Regions from separate parts of the Gossypium arboreum genome. Here region 1 is linked to region 2. The links are chromatin contacts, called in public Hi-C maps. All regions are on one chromosome and are shown on one strand. Each heading gives the region's core, a stretch centred on a gene start, on an enhancer-like site or on the middle of the called end of the contact. The rest is flanking DNA. Distances are from core to core; before and after follow the strand shown. Region 1 holds the start of LOC108465104 (E3 ubiquitin-protein ligase PRT1-like). Region 2 holds the start of LOC108473835 (26S proteasome non-ATPase regulatory subunit 1 homolog A-like).

Evidence for each region. A called contact is a pair of places that touch in the nucleus more often than the background predicts.
Region 1: a contact with region 2 is called in a Hi-C map of leaf, with 1.6 times the contacts expected there. The contact joins the promoter of LOC108465104 here to the promoter of LOC108473835 in region 2. A contact is called at or near these places in 2 of 5 Hi-C or Micro-C datasets (both in leaf).

Annotation. Positions count from the first base shown.
Region 1 is chr3:66,359,042-66,365,817 of ASM2569848v2, reverse strand. It overlaps LOC108465104 (E3 ubiquitin-protein ligase PRT1-like), which reads left to right and starts at 5,505. Exons shown (of 7, transcript XM_017765416.2): 1 at 5,505-5,773; 2 at 6,597-6,625; 3 at 6,703-6,776. The coding sequence starts at 5,598.
Region 2 is chr3:66,220,112-66,226,950 of ASM2569848v2, reverse strand. It overlaps LOC108473835 (26S proteasome non-ATPase regulatory subunit 1 homolog A-like), which reads left to right and starts at 2,394. Exons shown (of 13, transcript XM_017775618.2): 1 at 2,394-2,752; 2 at 3,674-3,743; 3 at 4,255-4,360; 4 at 4,571-4,682; 5 at 4,758-4,914; 6 at 5,075-5,547; 7 at 5,648-5,783; 8 at 5,875-6,123; 9 at 6,349-6,569; 10 at 6,657-6,839. The coding sequence starts at 2,592.

The DNA.
Region 1 (6,776 bases), core at 4,256-6,755, 140 kb before region 2:
TGCTTATGTTGTTATACATGGCTGCTGGTATACATGGCTAACCGGCTTATGTTGTTGCTTACAAACTTGAAAGACTTGAAATGGGATAATATGTAGTCATTGCTTACAAATTGTTTTGTAATATTTGACTTCATTTCAAAGTTGATAGACTTGAAAGAATGTTTAATCTTCATTTCATTTGTATGTCTCAATGTTTATATATTAGAAAAGATAACACAGATGAAAAAAAAAATAGAAACATTTGTATTTCTTAATTCTCACACATTTGTTTTCTCAATACTCATATGTTAGAAGAGATAACACAAATTCAATGGATCAATGCTCATATATTAAGGCCAAAACGTCAAACTGTTTACAAAAGGAAGGACGGGTAAATTATTGCCAAATTTTCCTACAACTCAACACAATTGAACAAATGTGAATTGTAGGCAAATTTACATAAAAATTCAGTGACTATATGCCTAAGTTTATCAACAATAGCAATCATAGAAAAAATTACAAAAATTAATTTGCCTAAGTTAATAAATCAGTAGCAGGCAAATTTACACTATTTCAAAAAGTTAACAAAATAAGGTTTGTTCACAATGTCATCATCGGTCTATCATAGATGACTCTTGAGTAGGAGATATCCATCTAAAGGTGATTGGTTTCCTCTTAAATGGGAGCTTTTCTCTTGAGGTAGCATCTTTTTGGTGAGTTGGGGCAGTTTGTAACTGAGTTGGGATAGCCTATTGAGTTGGGATACTCTCTTACTGATTTGGGGTAGCTTGTTACTGAGTTGGGGCAACCACTTGGTTGTGAACACCAACTTTATGTCTTTTGACCTACAGGAACAAGTGAAATCTGTCAAAAAAATTCATAAATAGAAGTCATATAACTTAACTTAAGGGAAATGACTTACTGGAATGTTTTGGCCAACTTCCTATTTGCAACTCCTCTTATTGTGGCCTATCCTTTTGCATTTACTACACCTCATGTCCAACCCTCTCTTGCTCAACCTTTATGTTGTTTATGGTTCATCAAGTTCTTTCCTTCTCACCTTAGTAGGTCTGCTAGGTGTCCTTCTCAGTACAGAAGGCAGTATTGGCAACATGTTTGAAAAAGAGACCCATTGTTTAAGACCCCTTATTAGCCTTATAAAGTTGGAGTAAATTTGAAGCCGAGTTTGCTTGGTGTACCAAGTTTGTACATAGGTTTCTGGGAACTCATCTTTTAGATGAATGATAGCCAGTGCATGCATGCAAAGGATGCTAGTGATATCCTAATTCTTGCAGGAGCATGAATTCTCAACTAGGTCCACCACATGCTGGCTTTCTGGACCACATTCAACCTGATACCTGTCCCCCTACCAGCATGTGATAGAACACACCTAAAAAACAGTCACCATGCTTGGTTAAAAAACACTAAAACAATATTGTGAGTAGCCCCACCAACAACCATGCATAATAAAAAATAGTCAACAGCATGTGACCATCCCCACGAACAATCACTGTATGCATATTAAAAAAATAGTCATACATACATGTACCTAAAAAACAGTCACTGCATGCATAGTAAATAGTCATACACACCAACAATCACACATACACACACACACACACACACACACACACACACACACACACACACACACACACACACACACACACACACACACACACACACACACACACACATCTAAAAAATAGTCACTGCATGTATATTAAAAACAGCATATGATCATCTCCACCAACAATTATACACAGACAAATTAAAAAACAATGCATGCATATTAAAAAACATTCACTAAAACAACATGTGACCGGTAACATAAAGTTAAAATAAATGTATTAGAAATATTAAAAAAGGTAACTTTACCTCAATGAATCCTTGATATTGACATCTAGCTTTTTCCTGATCTTTGGACACAATATTCCTTTCCATTTTTCAGCTTCTTCTTTCTTCTTGACAATAAGCAACATAATTTTGTTCCTTACTGTTTCCATCATGGTTAGAATAAGGTTTCCTTTTGCTTCCAGTATCATTTACCAGTAAACAATATAAAGGATTAATGAACAACTAATTATTAGTAAAAAAACATAAAACATAGGGGTTTACCTTATTAAAGGATTCAAAAAGATTATTCACCAACATGTCAGAATGGCTCCTAATTGAGAAGTGAGACCTTGACTAGTGAGTAGGGTTCTTTTCCTTCAACTAATCATAAACATGTTGATTGTTTTTCTTAAGTTCATCCATTGTATCCTCAAAACCCCTTATAGTACTTGCTTTAGCAACTTTCCAAGCAAATCTTTCAATTTATTTGTTCGGAAACCAGCCTTCTTGAAATTATCATGTAGGTGTCTAACACAGTGTCTTGTTTCTTCATTAGAAAACAACATGCATATTGCTTTTAAAAGTCCCTGCAATTAGAAAAATACAATTTAATTCTTTGACAAACCCTAAACCCTAAATAGAAACAACATAAAAAATAAATAAATGGAGTTTTACCTTTTGTTTGTCAGACATGAAAAATATCTGGTATGGGCTCACAATTTCCAAGTCTATTATGAGCACCTCCAAGAACCAAAGCCATGGTGTTTGGTTTTCACTTTCGACAGCAGCATATGCAATAGGATAGATGCCATTATTTGCATCTATCCCAATAGTTGCAAGTAAGTAGCCACCATAGTAGCCCTTCAAGAAACATCCATCTAAACCTACTATCCTCCTAGAACCAGCCCTATAGCCATCTTTGCATGCTTGGAGATAGACATACATCCTTTCAAACAACCTATTATCTAGATAATAGATTGTTGTTTATCCCTCATTTTGGGTCCCAATCTCCAACAAATACTCATAAATCTTCTCATATTAAGTCTTATGAGCTCCTTCAATTAATTTTAATGCCCTAAGTTTACCCCTCCTACATTTAGTTAGTGAGACTATGCAACATAAATCTCTTTTGGCATCTTGTTGTAATGATTTTAAAGAATAATCAAGATCAGCAATGGATTTTTCTATATAATATTCACCTATCCAAACTGAGGTTACATTATTATTTTTATATACTTTAAAATAAGTATGGTTAGGGTTTGAACTCCTAATTTTCCAAGTCTGGTTAGTAGGGTCATTAGGGTTTAGTTTAGAGGTCCATATGAACCAAGAACATTTTTTACTACAGACTGTCTTTAACCTTTTTAGATCATTTTTGGGAAACTTAATAAAATAACTATTCAACCTACCATACTGCTTGGCAGCTTCTTTTAGACTATCTTTAGACTTAAATAACATTCCAACCTTAAGTTCGGATTACTCATGTCATTCTCTAGGTCAGATTCATGTGCACTATCTAACCTTCCAGAATCATCACTATCACACAGTTCATCTACTTCTATACCATCCATGTTTAAACCATCTAAATTAACTCTTATCCTATTAGACACATCACTTTCAAATGCATCACTGCCAGACACTTCACTGCCAGACATTTCTTTTCCATTCTCATTAAAATTGTCATCGATTAAACTTGCCAAACAAATCACTCATCAATAAAAGCAGATAACATAGGCCAACACTTTAACCATTTCTGTCAGACAATAACCAATACAAAAATAATTTAATACAAACACAACCATTTCTGTCACGCACATGGCAGACAACAACCAATACAAAAATAATTTAATACAAGCACAACAATTTTTGTCATGCACATGACAGATAATAACCAAACACTTTAACCCTACACCTAGGCAATAACAGACAATAACCAGTACAATATAGAAGGTAAATAACAAATTTGATATTGCCATATACAATATAGCAGCTAGGATACAAACAATGGCAGATACAAACAATAAACATCAGTTTGATAATACCATTCATACAATGGCAGATACAAACAATAAACATCAGTTTGATACAAACAATAAACATCATGCGCATGGCATACCATACACATTATATGTCATTCGCTTTAATAACCAAATCCTCATTTATCATGCACATTAATAACAAATAAAACCCTAAATCGAAATCAAAATCAAAATCAAAATCAAAATCAAATTTGAAATCAAAATAACCCTAAATCCAAAAAATAAAAAAAATAAATGTAGAAACTTACCCGTTAGAGTAGATGTAACAACATTGGCAGCTTCTCTTCTATTGACAATTATCGCTGAGAATAAAAAACACTGATAGGTTTCTGGTTTCGTCTTCTTTTCTCCCAAAACGAAAAAGATTAATCATTTTTAACCCTAAACCCTATTAATCGATTATCGAGTCGATTTCTAACCTTAAACCAACCTTCTTAATCAATTCCCGAATCAGTTTCAAACCTAAACCAACCCAAATCACAATCAATTTTTCCCAAATTGGTTTCCTTTCTTTTTTTTTCACAAATCCCCTTAATCAGAACCAGCTTCTAATTTTTTACCCTAAACTAACATAACCCTTCAATTTTTTCCTTAAAGCCGCTCCAAACCAAGACCTATAAGATGCTTCACCAACGTGACAAGTTAACTTGCCACATCAGCAGTCCCGTTAGCACACTATCTAAAACTATTAATCAATGACTATTTTGTCACTTTTTTATAACGTTAGTGACTGTTTTGTCACTTTTCGAAAGTTGAGTGATTGAAATGAAACTTAGGTGACTGTTTTGTCAATTAACCCAAAGTTGAGTGACTGTTGGTGTAATTTACCCTAAATTTTAATAGGATTATTATTAAAAATAACTTAATAATAAATAATAAATAATTTAATCATATTTTAATATAATTATTATTTAATAAAAATAATATATAATTTAATCATATTTTAATATAATTATTATTATATTAAATTATATTAAAATGTTTATAATATTTTATTTTAAATTATATTTTGAAATTAAATATTCTATATTAAATTATATAAAATATTTCAAATATTTTATTTTTATATTTTCTAAGCCCAAGTTTTAAAGGACTAATTTGGAAACCAAAGAATAACTATTACGGGAAGACAAGTAATAGGGAAGTAATGGTCATTCTATTGAATGAGTATTACGTTGAACCAAACAAAAATAATTTATCATTCAATGAATAAAAGGGGAATGTTATCTCATTCTCTCCAACCAAACATGGTGTAAGTTTTTATACCGGTGATACACAGCATTTTGAATGATATTAGCGAAACATAGCGAAAAATGTTGTACAAGTGAAACAAGCTGGAATTTGAGTTGAAACAAAAAGCATGCAAAAGGATTCCGTTTTTTGGCTAGATCGGAGTGTACTGGCTGTACCAGAACAGTATTAACTATTTCGGTGGAGGGACAAACCTGGTTGACAAAATACAAATTCTGGAAACAATTAGGTTCAAAAAATATTTAGAAACCAACAAATACAAATGGACAAGGGGCTAAATTACATATTATCTCTTATTTAAAAAAAAAAGAAAGTCAAAATTTGACTTGAAGCCCATTATCGGTCAGGCCCAATATGCCAGCTCATAACATAAAGCAAAGGCCTAAACGGCAAAACCAAACAGCATATCTCTCCCCCGTTGTCGCCTCCCAACTTTCTAATTATATATTTATTTACTTTCCTCGCGTTTCTTTGGGTTTCAGAGGGAAAAAAATGGAGAAAGAGGAGAAAACCAATATCAATATCGATGAAACCCTAACTGAAACAAAGAAAGATGAATGTCTTGAACAACATCAACAACGAAAAGGTGAAGCGGAAGGGGAAAGGGAAGCAACCAATGATCTTCCTTCTGAGGAATTCTTCGACGAGTTCCAATGTTGCATTTGCCTGTCAGTTTTTTTTTTATTCCTAATTACCCCTGTTTTAGTTATTTGTCTATATATATGTTATTACATGATCTTTTGGGCAATTTGTTTCGAGTTTGTCATCAGAAGTATATGTGATGTGATCGGGAAGGTAAATTAATCCGAGTATAATCTTATCCCAAGGATTTTATTTTATTTTTTAATTTTTTAAAAATCTTATTAAATTGTAGTTTTTAGAAATTTAGGAATTTTAAATGCAATTTTTAGGGATATAGATAGATGCTACTTCGAATTTCCGTTAGGCATACAAGATTTAGCTGGGAGGCGATTCGGTAGATTGATATTATAGAATTGTTTATACGTAATAATTTTAGATAGGAACAATATATTGTTAGACTTATATAAAGGTTTGAGAAAGCAAGCTTAGGTAAAGCTTGCATAGCATCTTAGTGGATATTTGATGACTGTAATTTGACCTTACCTCAGATTATTGATTTAAGTAATGAATTCTTTTAGTGGCTAGAAGAAAGCATACTTGTTACGAAACTTCCAAATTTTGAATTAATATGTGGGTATCATTAATTTCTATCGCAACTCCTACTTGTTTACTTCGTTGCTGTGTTCTTCCATTTATTGTCATAACAGCATATAATTCATTCTTTTCATTATGCTTTTAATTCTTTTCTTCTGGGAATTTATTAGTGAAAAAGAATCATATATCAATCAATGAGCAGAAGTGAAGTGTTTGGTCACCGATCTTATATGGTGTACAGCATCTTGCAATTTGGGTGTACTTTTTAGTTTATCGAAGCTCTTTGTTTGAAGGTGATTTCCTTCTGTTTTTCAGGGAACTACTTTACAAGCCTGTTGTATTAGGTAAGCAAGCAATATGCTTAACTAAGTTTTGATGTGTGATTTTACCTGTAAGCTGCCTTTACATTCCATATTCGCAGCCTGTGGGCATATGTCATGCTTTTGGTGTGTCTACAATGCAATGAATCATGTTCATGAGTCCCATTGCCCCATT
Region 2 (6,839 bases), core at 1,145-3,644:
AGAAAGGTTTGTGATCTTATAAATGTTTACTCATAGTTGCCTATTGATGGAAATGATATTGATTCATGTGATAATTTATTTGTATATGGCTTACTAAGCTTTTAAAGCTTACTTTGTGTGTTATTTCCCTGTTTTATAGATTATCGAAGCTAGCTCAGACTCGGGGATCATTAAAAACATCGTCACACTATCGATCATCTTGTTGGTATTTTTGAAGCTTTGTATATATGGTATATGGCATGTATAGGCTAGTGTCATCTTGGTATGTTTTGAGTTATGATATTAGCCTTCAGATTTAGCTTGTAAATGATGGTGTGTATGGCCATTCAAGATAGCTTGAATTATGTGTTTGATAAGTGATATATGTGATGTATATATATATGGTCTTATGTTTTGGTATATTTTGTGATGGTTATATGTTTGCTTGTATAGCTATTTGTCAATTGGTGAATCAATGTTGGAAAGATGACATGTTGTGGCTTGGTTTTGAGATGATGAAATGGTATGTTTTGAAGCATGAAATAGATGATAAAATGATGAGGAAATGCATTTAAAAGTTATGTAAGTTTGATGATTTTGGCATATTGATTTGGTATGTTTTGTTTATGGATTTGAGTAGTGAAATGGTTGATTATAAAATGGCATGAATTGTGCATTTAGTTGATGATTTTGGGATGCCTATTGTATGATGAATTGGTACCATTTTGGTTGCTAAGTGTGCATGAGAAAAGGGTGGCAAATTGGCTTTGCAAATAGCCTATTTTTTCCATACGGGCTTGTGTCTCAGCCGTGTGTGACACACGGTCATGCTACATTGTCGTGTGTCCCCTAGGGTACCCTTCGAATTTAAGTTAGTATACCCTATAGGATTGACATGGTCTAGACACACGGGCGTGTCTACTGGCTGTATGTGACACACGGGCTGGCACATAGGCGTGTGGGCAGCCGTGTGACCCAAGTCAGTAACCCCACCAGTTTTCCCACGGCCATAACACACGGACATGTCTCCGGCTATGTGGTGCAAGTCAGTATGTACGCCCTGTTTTCACACAGCCTGTGACATGGGCGTGTCTGGTGGTTGTGTGAGGCACACGGCCTGTTCACACGGGCATGTGACCCTTGAATGTTTGAAAATTTTATGTGTTTCCTAAAGTTTGCAAATGTTATCGGTTTAGTTCCAAACCACTTCCAAGCATGTTTTAAGGTCTGGTAGAGCCTTATAAGGGACAATGTGAATGTATTGGATGGGTTTTATATATGAATGCAAAAATGTATGTGTTATATATCTGACTGATGTGTATTGATCGGTAATGCCTCATAACCCTATTCCGGCGTTGGATACGAGTTAGGGGTGTTACATTGGTAATACTCCGTAACCTTGTTCTGGCAATGGATATGAGTTAGGGGGTGTTATACAACAACTCATTCAAAGCAAGTAAACATGAAATAAAATGCTAAGATACTAAAATGGGAAGAGTTCTTACCAAAACCCCTAACATTTTTACTATAAGCTCATATACTCTAAGTGATAGCATGATGTAGATGATGAGAAGTTTTAGCTCAAATGTAACTTTTGTAAAGGCTTTTTGTAAGAAATAGAAGAAAATAATGAAAATTTGAAGAGGAAATGAGTAGAGATGAAAAGAAGAGAAGAGAATAATGGAATATTCTCTTCCTTTGTTGTAATGTTTGGCTGCTAGGATGGCCAGTATGGAGATTTTCCCCTTTTATTTGTTTTATGATATTTAAAATAAAAAAGTCTGGCAAAAATGTCAAAGGAAGAAAATATGTGGCCATAATAAAAAAATGACTATAATATCCTTGGTGATAAAATTATCATTTAACCTCTCAACTCTTATTTGTATTTGATTAAACCTGAAATTTTAAAAATAATTTAATATGGTTTTTTAAGATTTCGCAACTTTTCAAAAATTGTTTGAATTCACCAAAATTGAATTTTCTTATCAGATTCCTAGAAAAGTCTCATAAGGAAATTGAAACATTTTAGGGGTGTTATAGTAGAATTTACCTTTTTAAAAAAAAAAATGTTATATATGAAAATTTCACCCATAATTTATTTTGATGGACTAAATTGTTCCTTATCATATAGCTTATTTATCTATAATATATATAAAAGCATGAGTTTGAATTTTTTTGAAATAATGAGAATACTTTTTATTTTTATCATATTATTAAATTTACATTTTAAAATAAAAAGATAAAGTAAATAAAAATGTGAAATTATATATTTAAAAATAATTAGAATTTATTAGAATTTGTGATAATTATTATACATTTAAAAATATTATAATTTAATTTAAAAATTTTCATTAATTTTGTAATTAAAAATATAATATTTAAAAGTTAGTGACATTAGAAGCTAGTCAACAAAAATAATTGAAGTTTGCTTACTTTAAAATTATACATGGATTAAATTGCCAAGAAAGTAAATTACTACAGGTTCTCTTTTACCGACAAAATTTCAAAAGTAAAATCTCCAATTTACCCTTCTTTTATTGACGAAAGCCGGCCCCCATTAATTATAGAAAATTAGGGGTTTTTTTTTATTTTTATTTTTGGGAGAAATAATAATGGCGGCGGCAGCGGCAGCGGCGACGATGGTCAGCTCGGCTGGAGGGTTATTGGCGATGCTCAATGAGAGCCATCCTCTGCTGAAGTTGCATGCTCTCTCTAATCTTGTCAGCTTCGTGGACCAATTTTGGCCAGAGATCTCCACCAATGTTCCTATAATGTAATACTTATTACTTTCTGTATTTTTTTTCTTATTCTTTTTTGTTAGGGTTTGCGGTTTGGTTATTTTGATCTGATTGGTGGTGGATAGTTTTAAGGAAAACGGAGTGAAGAAAACTTTTGTTGATGTTTACTGAGAATTAGTTTGAATTTTGTAAGTGCGCTAGTTTGAAATTTTTGCTACTATGGAGATTAGGCTTGTTTTAATTTATGGTTTTGGAATTAGGTTTTACCTTGCAAAAGGGGTTCAACTTAATTATTGCAGTTTTGCTTATGTGATAATTGATTGCTTTAGTCAGGCTAGCTTGTTTGAACAAATTTTTTCAAGTTTTAGATTAGGAAGAACTAAAAGCAATTGTTGTGCAATGTGGGTACTGATTTGTTTACTTAAGAAGTTATAACTTTTGAGTGAATAAGAAAATGGAAACGGTGATTTTCAAAAATTTACACTAGATTATGCTTTGTGTTCACTTGGAAAAAATTCATTTTGGTAGGGGCCTAAGGGTAGACATGGTAAATTGTGTCTGTTTTGTGTTCTTGTATTTCGTGTCATGGTTGTTTTTAAGGTATTTTATATTTATATAAAATTTGATAATTAATATATCATATTGTATATTTATATTTTGAGACATTCATTTGTTTATGTCATATTACTTTTTTCATGTCATGTTGTGGATTTTGTTATATTTTAGTTATTTTTTCTATGTCGTAGCTAATATTGACAGATATACTGAAGGGGAGGGGGATGTCTAGGTTTATCTTCATTCATCCACCTTCAGCTTATTTTAAATTTATGTATCACGTTTTTCAACTCTTAGATAGTTTATTTAAGTTTTATGTGGTGGAGTGATTCAAATTAAAGCAATGTACTGCATGCACGAGTTCCGTGCTTAAATGCTGATATTAAACTTATGGTTTCCAGAGAAAGCTTGTATGAAGATGAAGAATTCGACCAGCATCAGAGACAACTTGCTGCGCTGCTTGTCTCAAAGGTCCTCTTCTCTTGTTCCTCTCAGTCTGTTTTTCTATGCATGCATATGTTTTATGAGTGAATGCATATAACTAGCATATTTCCTGGAAATTGAGCTACCGATTTCTTTATGGAAATGGGAAAATAAAATCAGAACTACAAAATCTGATTCTTTGCGTGTTCGGGACAAGTTTCTTAACCAATATTGTTGATTTAGCAAATTTTAGCGCCCAACAAATGTTCACTTCTGAGTGATTAATGGAAAAAATCTTATTTAAGATATCCAATTATGGATCAAATATATATTTATATGTATTTTTATGTATACAAACTTTTGGATACTATAACTTTCATTGGGTAACTTATCATGTCAAAACAATGTTGCGGTTTGATTGTGGAACGTTGTTTGAATTGTGTTTACAATTTGTAACTGAGAACTAATAGAAGTATATACTTTCTGTCTAATTGATTGTTGCTTAATTCTCTCTCTGCTGACTTCTACTTTTTTGGGCTAATATTGTTCTTCACCTCAGGTCTTCTATTACTTGGGTGAACTCAATGATTCATTGTCCTATGCTCTTGGAGCTGGCGCCCTTTTCGATGTTTCTGAGGATTCTGATTATGTTCATACTCTCCTTTGTAAGAAGTTTGATTCATTTACTGTAGTTTGTAATTATTAATAACTGTTCGATTACTTGAAATTGGCCCTGTATTTCTTAGGTGATTACATTTCACTTCAAGTGAGGGTTTACACAAACCTAGACGTTCATTTGGTGTTCTTTATATTGTATTTCAGTTGTTTTAATTTCGACATTGCTAGCTGTTGATGGATTATGCTCTTCATTTCAGCCAAGGCGATAGATGAGTATGCCAGCCTTCGGTCAAAGGCAGCAGAATCGAGTGCTGAAGTGGCATCAGTTGACCCTAGGTTAGAAGCTATTGTGGAGAGAATGCTGGATAGGTATGTAGAGCTTGCTTTTGTATTTGATGAATATATTCTGGGGCTAGTCTTCCTATCTTATTATTCTTTCATTAGGTGTCTGATGGATGGAAAATACCACCAAGCCATGGGAATCGCAATTGAGTGCCGGAGACTAGATAAACTTGAGGAAGCAATAACAAGGAGTGATAATGTTCATCTGACTTTAGCATATTCCATTAATGTCTCACATTCCTTTGTTTATCGCCGAGAAGTAAGGAAGTTATTTTAGTAGTTTCATATAATCTGTAGTTTCTGTAAATGCCATAGCCACTGGTTATTTTGATGTTAATAAAACAATTTGTTTTCCTTTCTTAGTATCTCTTTTCTTGGAATGCATGATCCTCAATGCCATTACTTTTTGATTCATGCAGGTGCTTCGGCTTCTTGTTAAAGTTTACCAACAGCTTCCTTCTCCTGATTATTTGAGTATTTGTCAGTGTCTCATGTTCTTGGATGAACCTGAAGGTGTTGCTAATATATTGGAGAAACTTCTCCGTTCTGAAACTAAAGAGGATGCTCTTTTGGCTTTGCAAGTCGCGTTTGATCTTGTGGAGAATGAGCACCAGGCTTTTCTCTTAAATGTCAGAGATCGCCTTCCACCTCCCAAATCTCTGCCTTCAGAATCAGAACAACCAGGATCCACTGATTCTGCTCCTGCACAAAATGAAAATTCTACTGCTTCAGATGTTCAGATGACAGATGGATCTTCTGCTTCTATGACTAATATGCATGATGCAGATCCTAATGAAGTTGTGTATGCCGAGAGGCTAAACAAAATCAAAGGGATTTTGTCTGGAGAAACATCCATACAATTGACTCTACAATTCTTGTACAGTCATAACAAGTGAGGCATCAGTCACTTTTGTGCTATTTTTTGATTGAACTAAATTCTGATTGTGTTTCTTTTGGATATACAAGCTATTACTGATTTTGATTTGTCGTAGATCCGATCTATTGATTCTGAAGACGATAAAGCAGTCCATTGAAATGAGGAATAGTGTATGCCACACTGCCACCATCTACGCTAATGCCATTATGCATGCTGGAACTACGGTAGACACATTCCTGAGGGAAAATCTGGTAAAATTTTTAGTCTTGCTTTTACTTTCTCTTTTAGACTAATATATGTATTGGATAGTGGTATACTTATTATTACTGTTTTGATTATTAGGACTGGCTAAGTCGAGCCACCAATTGGGCCAAATTTAGTGCGACAGCAGGGCTGGGTGTTATTCACAGAGGACATCTGCAGCAGGGGAGGTCTCTGATGGCTCCATACCTGCCCCAGGGTGCAGCTGGTGGTGGTGGGAGTCCGTACTCCGAAGGTGGTGCACTATATGCTTTAGGTCTCATTCATGCCAACCATGGTGAGGGCATTAAGCAATTCCTTCGTAATAGCCTAAGCAACACTAATATAGAGGTATATGATTTTCTTGGGCTATGATAACTTCTCTTTTTACAACCAATATAGATCTATAACTAAAGAGAAATGCTAAAGTGCTGACTTTCCATATAATCAAAAGTATACATGGTCAACAATTTGTTATTTCTTAGTTCAATGCCATTTCTGTGTTGGGACTGTTCGATTATCAGACAAAATGGCATTAAGTGAATGTGAAATAAAATGTTGGATACTTATATGCAGGTTATCCAACATGGTGCATGCTTAGGTCTTGGTTTGGCAGCTCTTGGAACTGCTGATGAAGAAATTTATGATGACATCAAAAGCATGCTTTATACTGACAGTGCTGTTGCTGGTGAAGCTGCTGGAATCAGTATGGGTTTGCTTATGGTTGGAACTGCAAGTGAGAAAGCTAGCGAGATGCTTGCTTATGCACATGAGACCCAGCATGAGAAAATTATCAGGTAAATTTGGAATTTTTGTGATCTCAATATTCAATGCGTTTTGTCGTGTCAGTGGTGCTTAATCGTGCTGTTCCCATATGGTTTCAGGGGTTTAGCGTTAGGGATAGCCCTTACTGTTTATGGAAGGGAAGAAGAAGCAGATACATTAATTGAGCAGATGACTCGGGATCAAGATCCTATACTACGTTATGGTGGTATGTATGCATTAGCATTGGCCTACAGGGGAACTGCAAACAACAAGGCCATTCGTCACCTGTTGCACTTTGCTGT